Linked DNA regions of Mus musculus: region 1 is linked to region 2. A link is a contact called in public Hi-C data. All regions are on one chromosome and are shown on one strand. Each heading gives the region's core, a stretch centred on a gene start, on an enhancer-like site or on the middle of the called end of the contact. The rest is flanking DNA. Distances are from core to core; before and after follow the strand shown.

Region 1 (5,982 bases), core at 1,959-4,458, 310 kb after region 2:
ATGATTATGGGAAACATCCACCATAATAGTTACACAGGGAAGAAAGCCCATGTGGATGCAGCCCCAAACACTGTTAGGACATTTCAGGAGGGGGGTGGTTCAAGGAGGTAAAGAGCCTGTAGAATAAAATCCCTAGAGTCCTTAGGATCATAGGTGTGGTCCTAAGGTTCACTTGGGGTCCTTTAAAAAAGCAATGTGAATGATGAACAGCTTATAAATAAATAAATAAATAAATAAATAAATAAATAAATAAATAAACAAACAAACAAATAAATAAATCGCTTTTTCAGGAATTTCCTTTATGACTCCAGGACTTCATACTCATAATTCAATGTTAATGCCTTTAAATCGATCATAGATTTCCCCATAATTATTTCTTTCCATTCCATATACCTTTAGAGACCACCTGCTCTCTGCCAGGTTCTCTGATAGATGCTGGGTAAATAGACTTGAACCAATCGGTCTCTGGCACCCAAGAAATCTTCATGATGGTGAAGAAGAGACAAGGAGATAAAGTAAGGGGAATAATAGCTGTGATTGATTGAGCAGCAGCACAGAGCAGGGAAAGAAAGGGAACCGCAAGACACAATACCCAATAAAGAGCAAGGGAGGGTGGGGTGGATAAAACCAGAGGTCATCTCATCAAGTGAGGTAAGGTAGATGCAGAAAGACAAGTACTGCATGTTGCATTTCCCCTCATATGTAAAAATGTAAGACAATAGCACCATAGTGAAAACAGAATGGATTCAAGGAAAGAGAAAGAGAATGAAAAATGAGAGGGGCAGATTGACTGAAGCATGACAATAAGTATCACAGTGAATCCATTAATATTTATAACTGTATAAATTAATAATTATGAAGGGCAAAGAGAAGGCGGGAAAAGAGCACTACACGTGTCATAAGACCATGGAGGCTCAAGAAATAGCATCTCTTCTGACACCAAGAACCTAGGGAGAAATAACCCAGGATAAGAGCAGAGAAGAGCTGGTGTGTGCTCAAAGTTTGTGTCCCTGAGATTCATGCTGAGCTCCTGCTCCCTGGGATGGTGATGGTAGGAAGGACCTTGGGAGGTGGTTAAGTCCCAAGCATGGAGGTGAATGGGTAACTGTTCTTATGAAAGAGTCGCCTAAATCTCTCAAGTCTCTTTCCGTAGTGTGATGACTAAGAAGTCAGTCATCTGCACTCCAGGATAGAACACTTCCCCAAAACGCATGACATCCTACCTCAAGCTTACAACAGCCTAAACTAAGATACACTCAAGACAAGAGATTATAAATGCTCTATTGCACACATTACTGCCCATCCCGTTTTCAATACTGTGAGCCTATTGCTTATACCAAATCTAATAGCTGTTTTAGTATTTTGAAGCCCATGACTGACTCATGGTGATGATGTCAGTCTGTGAGGAATATAAAAGTACAAATGCTGTGATTAGAAACAGCAGCTGTCAGAGGCTCAGCTTGGTCTTCACATGGGTCTCGAACATCTGGAGCAGAGACTGTCCCAAAAGCTGTTGCTTGTAGGTGGCATATGTTCTTTTGGCCAGGCTGATTTGTCTGGCCTCAATGGGAGAGGAAGTGCCTAGCCTTGCAGAGACTTGAAGTACCAGAGTGTCAGGATACCCACAGGGGGCTCACATGCTCAGAAGAGAAGGAAATGGAGGAAGGATTGTGGTAGGGGGCAACAGGGAGGGGGCAGTGAGCAGGATATAAAGTAAATATGTTTTTTTTAAGTTCAATTAAATAAAAAAAAATATAGCAGCTATCCCCTTTCACTATCTTCAACACCTAATGTTACTCTAAAAGTTTTAATGTATAATACAATATTGGTTCTGTACCTTCAGGTACAAGAACTACATGGATTTAAAGTTACTCACTTTTTACTGAATTATTGACCTTGCAAAGATGATCCTGGGAAGATATTTCTTCTCAGTGACAGCAATATTGAGATTTTGTTTTAGTCAATATAAACATCTTTCTGAAGCTAACAGTGGCTTTAGAACAATTGTTTCTCATTCACTCCCTTATTCAGATCAGTTTTCTCATTCCCTTTACAAAAGATAGACTGGACAGCCTTAACTAGCAGGCTGGAATAGGTCACTGTGAAGCACACATACACACACGTGTGTAAATATGTATGTGAAGCCACACAAGAGACTGAGATACCTTGGACTGTTCCAGAACAATTTCAGAATATAAGTATGCACCTAAATATTGGCAAGTGAACAGCAAGCGAGAAAGAGAAGCCCCCTGGTCATGGTGCTCTGATGTTCTTCCACTCTCTAAGCAACATTTGCATCAGCCTGCCTACTCTGGGAGTGTTCAAGTGCCCCCAATCAAAGAGCAAAGCTAGTGTGCCTGTATTTGCAAGTGTCCCCTTACCTTAAGAAAAGCCCTCCCTGGCTTCTCTGCCCTCTGCTTGGCTCCTGAAACCCTGTGAATCCTGCTGCTGAAGCTCCTGTTTGCTCTCAGAACTGTTTGATCACTCAAGGACACAACAGAACAGCATGCAGCTCTTGCCTTTTTGGCACGGGCTTGAAGTTCAGCAGTAGGTGGTTTCTCACCAGTTTGGCTTGCTTTAGGACAATGAGTGACAAGATGTTAGTTCACACAGCATGACTTATGTAACTTACAAAAGGAAAAAGATCAAGCTGGAGGTTTGTTCAGCAAATCAGCAAGATTTTTGAAAACAAGAATAAAAGTCTTTTCCCTGTGTCCCAAGATAAAGAGGATTTGGCCCAACTACTAAAGGGAGACTCAGGGCAGAAATGAGAGAATCTGTAGAATGCCCTTTGAGGTTAATGCCATTCAAAACAGCCAGACCAGGTCCCCTGAAGATGTCTTTTGTAAGCAGAGAAGTTGCAAGCAAAATATTATTTGTCAAGGTGTTGACTCACTAAAACAGTCATATGACTATAAGCAATTTAAATCTAAAAAAAAAAAAAAAAGTCTACCTTAGTACATCCAAAGCTACATGTAATAATTTTGTTGAATCCTGATGAAATTCACGTAAACGTTTGCCTCTTGCTTAGAGGAAATTTTGGCCCCACGGAAAATTCACTGCCAGAAAGAAAAACATCACTTAACAGGGGAGCCCGTGGCTATTCTTGAACTTGGGAAAGAGCGTTTTTGTGGTTCCCCTTGTGACTTGTTGGTATGGCGTGGGAAGATGCATGACTGTTTCTGAAACACAAGGTCAGGATGTCTCAAGGAGCCATGACAAACTCTGCACCCTGACCTCTTCCTCTTTATTGCTTAGGCAGAACAGTCACACTGCAAATAAAGTTGCCAGAATTGTCCAGCGTTTGTTTTTTTCTCAGAAGAGGAGGAGGAGAGGAGAGAGAGAAGGAGGAGAGGAAGGAAGAAGGAGAGGAGGAGGCAAAGTAGCAGAGCCACTCTTTGTAAGGGTCTGCAAGGCTAATCTCAGTATGCATTCCTTTTATGTCTGAGTCTGCTTCTTTCAGCTTTAAGAAGCTGGGTTTCACCAGCAGCTTTACTCCTTTCCCCTTTACTCACCTGATACCATCAGCTGCCTGCCGGCACAGCTATGAGCAGGCCAGATTACTCCACCCCCATCTCTACAAATACTGAAAATACCTACCTATATATCTTTGAAACATAGGAAAACACAATTTTATAATTTCATTTCAGAGAAGTAGGACCAGAACATTGAAAATCAACCAATCTTTGGCCAACTAAGCCAGTGTACATGCTACGCAGTACAGGGTTATAGGCTTTGGTTTGGTTTGGTTTGGTTTTTTGAGACAGGGGTTTATTGCATAGGCCTGACTTGCTATACTAACCAAGCCTCGACCTTAAGACAGTCCTTCAGCTCTGATTCCCAAGAGCCGGATTACAGGGATATGTCACTGTGCCTGGGTAAGAGTCTATATATTTCATATGTGAAAATATTTAAAAGATTGACTATCGTCACCAAAGCACGGAAGTTGGGCTTTCATTGTGAATTGTGGAGAACTATGCTTGCGATCAAAGAAGTGGGCAATCTCCAACTTGAGCATCTGAAATTCTGCATTATGATAGCTGCTGTATTTACTTCACTGAGAAGTTGCCAAGTTCTGCTCGTGCAATGAAGGTAAGGGCGTGTGGAAATTGTAACATATTCAGAATGGTTAGATTCTGAGTGTATAACGATAGCATGATGATTTTGTCAGGTTGAGGTGAAAGATGCCTGCCTCATTCATTCGTTCCTATTTTCAATTTCTGTAAAGAATAATTTTCAAAGCTTAAGTCATGATCTGCTCTATAGTCCTCACTTCTATTCTGCATCCCTCTTATGTCATATACGTTCATACTTTCAGATTGAAGGAGAACATTAACCAACTTATAGACACTAAAGATAAATTTGTACACAAGGGAATTCAAATACAGCTACATGACAAAATGGCCAATGCTATTGCCCAGAAGTCTCCTTTGTAACCTCAATAAAATTATAGGCATACAATAGTGAGGATTCATCCTTAGTCTTCTGGGTTCTCGGTGGCCAAGAATACTTTTTAGGGCGATTAACACCAGAGTCATCAATCTCTAATGGGTATCTGAATGCCCACAAGTTCAGGGAGTCTTCTGACCATGAGAGTTAACAGTAACAATCAGCTCTGGCCACCTGTATTATTTGTGTTTGAAAAGTGTCCATGTTGACTGAACAAACACTCTCAGGCACCACACATCTGTGGTCTGCAGGGCTACTTTCATCACACTGAGCCTGTTCTTTGAGAGCGACTGGCTTCATGCTGAACTCAGCATGAGGACAACAGGGCAGGACACCAATTAGTGAAGGCATTTGCACCAGCCTGACAGGACCACTGTGCGGGGAAGTTCACTGGAGCCTATACAAGAGCAGAAGCATGTCCTTCGGCAGTAAATAATTAAACTGAAAGGGAAAGGCGTTATGCTTCATAGGCGGAGATTTGATTTATGTTCAGGAAAATCCGCAGCCTTCAGAAATCTGATCAGTTACCAGTCCCACATGATCTTGACAAAGCCGCTAGGAACTGCACCGGTTCCCTTGTACTATACTTTCTCTGTCATCTAAATTCAGTTTTTGACCTTCAGCAGGGCAGACATGAAAACACAGGTCAGGCTGTGAGCCAGCACAGTGCTGAGTAGAAGTTGTCAGGAGCCCATCTCTACTTCTTGAAAACAAACACGCGCCATCATGATTTGCTCTCCTGGCCAGTGCTCACGTCAATTTTGTAGCTTCCAAGTTTTCATTTAACCATAATGATTAATTTTTCTATTTTCTAGATTTGCAGAACTAAAAATAAAGATAAGGTAACTAGCCAAGTACCGAATGTAATTTTCTCTAGCACATAAATTTTGCCTTTAGTCCAGTCTATAGATCTAATTCCCACTTAGTCTGTTTCCATTCAAGTTGTTCTAGAAAAGACAAAGAAAAGATCAGAAGCCAAATCTCCTGTCTGATAACATTCTTCGAAACTTTAAACAGCTTTAAGAGAGTTGGCCTCAAACCCAAACATTAACTTGATCGCTCAATTTTAATGAGGTCAAGCAAGCTGCTGAGCACCTGGCTGGTACTCAAGGTCCTGCCCTGAGTGGTGAGGGCCACCTTGTTCTTACCAAGAATGTAAGAGGTAGTGACAGGTGATAATGTAATGCAGAAAGCTGTTGCCCAGGTCACTTCATCTTTGAACCCCACTGGATTCCCAGAGGCAATGGCATAGGTTCTAGCTAGGCATCAGCAGTTTTCTCATTATCTAAGGAGCTGAAGAAGACTTTTTGCAGAGAATAATTTTTTAAAAAAATTAGGAGGACCCGTAATATGTATGGATTTGCCAGCCTAAGGAAGGAAGGAAGGAAGGAAGGAAGGAAGGAAGGAAGGAAGGAAGGAAGGAAGGAAGGAAGGAAGGAAGGAAGGAAGGAAGGAAAACTTCTAGAAATTTTGAGCAGAGATCTGGAGGCGATACTGCAGTGACTATCTGTATTACGCCATTTAAATCAGGGT
Region 2 (5,347 bases), core at 289-2,788:
TCACCACGGGATATATCAGGAGACGGAATCCACTGTCACCTTCCCCCCGGATCCTGGTGGAATAAATTCCCAGGTGAGGCAGTTAGCAAAGCAATTTTCCCGTACTGAAGATTACACACAGAAAAGTAGACATGAGGCTGAAGTGGAGATTGTCAACGTGAAAAACAAGAAATAATTTGCATGTTATTTGACTCACCTGATTGAATACCTGAGATTTTAGGAGGCAGGGGACTCATCCTAGCACAATTGAGTTTGGGTTGTTTGGAGATTTGTGAGATGTTCTGTTTGTTTTGTTTTGATTACCATAAATTGAGCTATTAAATGAAAACTCCTGAACTGTGTTCTCCTTTCTTTTTTTTTTAATTCGTTTTTTTTAATTAGGTATTTTCTTCATTTACATTTCAAATGCTATCCCAAAAGTCCCCCAGACCCTCCCCCACCCACCCACTCCCCTACCCACCCACTCCCACTTCTTGGCCCTAGTGTCCCCCTGTACTGAGGCATATAAAGTTTGAAAGACCAAGGGGCCTCTCTTCCCAATGATCTAATGGCCTTGTTTCGTCTTTAAGCCCATTATGTTCTGCGAATATTTTCTACATGTGTCTTTCCTAAAGAACGTTGGCTGACCCACTGCAGCCGGCTGATCTATCAACTGCCTTTGCTCTGCATCACAAGATTTATTTCTGTGTAGAGACTGCAATAACTTATTAATGTACCTGGTAAACCCATTTATGGACCAGTAACTCCACATTCATTTCATCATTTAACATCCCCACCCTCCACTCTTACATGAAAGATTGCTCAACATCCTCACAGAAACTTTCACGTTCCTTAAATACAGGACCAAGAACATTGGTTCTCGTTTTTTATTTAATAGATGATAGATAGATGATATAAATACATACATGGATACATAGATAGATACATAGATAGGCACACAGATAGATGATAGATGGATGTGGATAGATAGATAATGATGATGTTAATGATCATGATGATAGATACATACACACATGATAGATGACAGATTAAAAGAGAAGTGATATATGTATAATAGGTAGATGATAGAAAATAGATATGTAGATGAGTAGATGCATGATAGATGATATAGTTTAGATAGAAAATGATAGATGACTGATCATATGTAGATAGCTAATAGATGATAAATTATAGATGGTATATAAACACAGATTATAGATAGATAATAGAGAGATTGTAGATATATCTTGCTGAGCAAGTTAACAAATGCAGGCACACTACTTTACTTTTTCCATTGCTTCTTGCCGACAACCATCAATCAATCTGTGACCACCAGGTAATCTGTACTCCATCCATCCCCCCTCCTATATATCCCGCAGCCCTCCCTGTCCCTGAACCCCTACAATGAACTCTCACTTGGAGTACTGCCACATTTGTTATCTTATCTTGCCACTCTCCTGTCACACGCCCACTGCAGCCAGTGAAACCCTTAAACATCTAACCACAGCTCCTTGCTTCTACCGTGAACCTGACTCTCATTGTTCTAAAGCTCGGGCAGCTGCCACATGAACTTTGATCTTGGTGGATAATGAGTATGAGTTTGTTGAATGAACACCTGGGGGATCTGCTTTATAATGTTCAGTATTTCCTGCATCCTCCTAGCTCCTTCGGATTCTTTTATCATCTAGTGTTTGATTGTTTACTGTGGAGCAGCAAGTCAAATCCAGGGCTTCCCGTGTGTTAGGCAAGTGTTTCCCTCTAGAGCTCTACCCCAACACTAAAAGCCTGAAAACTCTCTACATGGTGGAAATAGAAAAATGAGACAAATCAGCAACTCAGCATCTTGTGAGCTCAAAGCAACAGCTTTTGTTTTAGATTCACCTGTAGGTGTGATTTGCTTTCGATTCAGGCCTTTAGAATATGGAAATAGTTCTCATCATAATAGCCTGCTCCATGGCCCAGGGACCCAGATGACAACTTTACCAATTGCTTAAGAGACCCATTTCAGTCCTAAAGGCAGAAAAAATTTGCAGCACTCAACTATCTAGAAACCAACGAAGATCCAAATTTAATTGATAACCTAAAGTACAATTTGTTGTTCAGTAAAGACAGTGGCCTTTCTCGGGGCTCCTGGAATCAGAGTAGCTCAGCATCAGGCACCCCAAATCTGGGATCATTTCCCTTCCTGGAATCATGTTTGTTGTATGTATTTTCATGATCTAGAGTCTTTTGGTTCCTTTACATTTTGTTAGCATTCTGTCGTATTCCGTTCACACAGAGATCAGCACTTCCATGAAATGTCTGAGTAGCCAGATCTAGGACATATTTTAGGTACATGACCTGAAATGTAAGCAGTCTATTTTGGTCACAAAGTCAAAACAATAACACTTGGTACTTGAACATGTTTATGTGAATGTTGACCCCTGGAAGACATTACCCTTAGGATGTGATATCTCTGCGTACGATGCTTGCCTGATCACTTGTATAAAGGAACGTCAGCTCTTTAGAATGCTTGCTCCACAAGGACAGCATGTCACATCCATTGTGCATAAATCCTGAGCAAAGAATAGGCTGGCCACATTAAAGGCTATTTATCTGCAATGCTACTAAACAGCCAGAGATCCCTTGCTGAAGGCGGGGAGGAAGATTGACTGCACACACGGTGCTCTCACTGCTGAGTCCATCATCAAAGAATTCTTCTTATGGGTTGGAACTCACATCTGAAAATTGACTGTGAGTGCTCAGCCCTCTGTTATAGTGACCTAGGTAAGACCTATGCTTCCCACGCGTGAAGCATTTTCTATAATGCACTTCAGAAAGGACTATTTACTCTTGCCTCTTTCAGTGAAGGAACTGATGGTGACCAAAATATATTCCTGCATTTCAGAGCTTAAGGAAGAAGGGCTTGGCCTGCTGCTGGTTCTGATGGGCATAGCAATTATATTGCTTGCCTGTAGGTGGCACCAGTTGGCTGCTACTACCCTGGAATGGTCCATCCTCAAGGCCATCACAGAACGTCAACAGAAGCATCTACCACCAGGATAAGAAGAGGAGCTCAAGTCTTGTTCAAAACTGTGCCTCTCTTGACTAATGCGTTTCCCAGGACCTTGATTAAAGACATCCTCCAGCCCTCTTGGGACCAAGTAAAGGGAGGACAGTTTGAATGTTATTTTACCTCAGAAGATGTCCTTCTCTAATAAACTGCATATTTTGTAGGACACCTAGCATCTCAGCTTTCTTATCCAAAGCCACGATTGAATCTAGCCTCTAGTCAAGAACTAAGCCTCCATGATATGACTCCCTCCTACCACTCTGGCTAAAACTTCCATTGTGAAATCTCAGAAAAAAACTAACTCTCTTGTAAAGTTGGACACTGAAATATGACCAAGGTCAATCGTGCTTAGAAATCACTATTATTCTTACACATAGCTTCCATTTTTGTTATAAATGAAAAGAATTCTCTCCAGCTAGCTTTCACAATGCTACTGACTCTCTCTGACACGTTGGGATCTGCCCACTAGTTAAAAGCCTGAAGGTGATGAGATAGTCGAAGAACAGTCTCAAGATGAGCTGATTTTCCCTTACATGGTTGGCCTATACATTAATTTCTTTACCCATCACTATGATAAAACTCTCAATTAAGAAATAAGGAGTGAGCATTTATTTCAGCCCAGGATCTAAGGAGATAAGTTCACATAAGAGAAAGCATGCTGACAGGTGGCTATACGGTGGCCAGCATATAAGCCTGACAATTGTTAAGTCTTCTACTCTTAATTTGCAGCAGAGAGAGAGAGAGAATATAATATCTAAGAGCAATCATGGAACAACTTCTATGGGTAGATGCTACTTCTTGGTCTTTACAAGGCATCTCAAAGCAACAAAATCAGCAAGGGACCAAGTGTTCATACTATTTCATATTTAAACCAGAGTTCCCTAAGAAACAGGAACAAAGTTTTTTCCGGTCAGAAAATATACCCATCAAAGAAGAAAGGGCATACTCTGATATTCCCAAGCATAGATAAAACTTACACATGTTTTATAGCCCACTGATCAGCAAAGGAGGACAGGTGTTTTCAGATTTGAAACACTTGAAATCCCTTTGTCATGAGTAGTAGTCGATGTGATATCATTGAACAAAGCTGAAAAAGAAAAATGCAGTTGGCTTCTTGGAGCCATGCAGACTGGCACAGCAATGGGGAGATGGGCCATGCATCTAAGTCATTCTCTGTTTCAGGAATCACTCATAGGACCTGACTCTGAGGTTCAGGATCCCTCATGTTTGTATTCATTGTCACATTTATGAGATAGCACCAGCAGGGCACAGATTAATTTGACAACATTGATACTAATCACTGAGAAAAGCTTTTTAACTATGCAGAAGTTTAAAGAAGCTGAGAGCATGGAGATTCCTAATGATGTTAGCATTCCTGAAGTTTTGTCTTGGTAGCACTGAAGAATTTTGAGATAATAAACTTAATTACTCACTTTCCAGTTGTTTATTGTTCTCAGGATATCCCTCTGAAACCCCATAAATCTTTAATCTGTGTAATGACAGTGGTGACATAGTTTTCCCAAATGCCTTGCCTCCAATAGCTATTTTACTCCAAGGGCACCTTTTATTTCAGAGACCACAGTCAGACCTTATTTAATCTTCCCTTTCCCTGCCACATGCATGGGTTCCCAGAGAATCATGAGGGGCCACGGTGTCCCTTCCCAGTCTAAAATCCCTCCCTCACACTCACGTCTCACGCCATTTCTCCTACAGTTTCAGGACTTAGATGCACATCCCATGTACCCGTTTGTGGATCAGTGAGATGTCTAACTCAAAGGACTTTAGACCAAACATGATATAATTAAGAGAAGGGGGTGAATTGTAGTGGGGGTACTACTTAGCTCACAGAATTATATAGACGTTAGAAAGAGGTAGATAAAAGCTAAGAAAGCTCAGACAGTAGGAAGTGCTGTATTTGGAACACTATAAATTCCACAATGAGCACGATCAACCTGCTTCCAACGATCTTTTGCTGTGGAGTCTACTGTGTTTCTCTGAATAATTTCTGTTCTAGCCCCAGATGGAAGCACCTTACTGCCAAGGCGACACTCTGCGTCTGTAACCTCACTGTCTGTGTGGAGAGAAGGAGTGTATCGGATCTGGTCATGCTTATACATGCTGCCCTACTTCCTGCCAAGACCTGAATAACCAGGCTGGGAAAGGCGGTTCAATGCCAAATGGTTTAATGCCATCACAATGGCAGTCAATGGGCAGGAGCTGAACGCTTTCAGCAGAAAATTTCAGAGTGGCCAAGAAGAAAGTGAGACTCCCATACAAAAAGGATTAAATAAAGTGGGAAAAAAATGGCCGGAAACA

What was found. Hi-C and Micro-C count contacts between places; a contact is called where the count stands out from the background.
Region 1: a contact with region 2 is called in a Hi-C map of double positive thymocytes, with 2.3 times the contacts expected there. The contact joins two enhancer-like sites. A contact is called at or near these places in 3 of 484 Hi-C or Micro-C datasets (double positive thymocytes and uterus).

Annotation. Positions count from the first base shown.
Region 1 is chr3:50,604,748-50,610,729 of GRCm38.p6, forward strand. No RefSeq gene overlaps it. Among named protein-coding and RNA genes, the nearest start is that of Gm6209, 21 kb to the left of the region's middle. Within about 2 kb of position 3,209, at least 39 of the 459 cell types and tissues checked have an H3K27ac peak or open chromatin away from gene starts, as enhancers often do. A contact at or near this core is called in double positive thymocytes, where this site is marked.
Region 2 is chr3:50,301,388-50,306,734 of GRCm38.p6, forward strand. No RefSeq gene overlaps it. Among named protein-coding and RNA genes, the nearest start is that of Slc7a11, 140 kb to the right of the region's middle. Within about 2 kb of position 1,539, at least 13 of the 459 cell types and tissues checked have an H3K27ac peak or open chromatin away from gene starts, as enhancers often do. A contact at or near this core is called in double positive thymocytes, where this site is marked.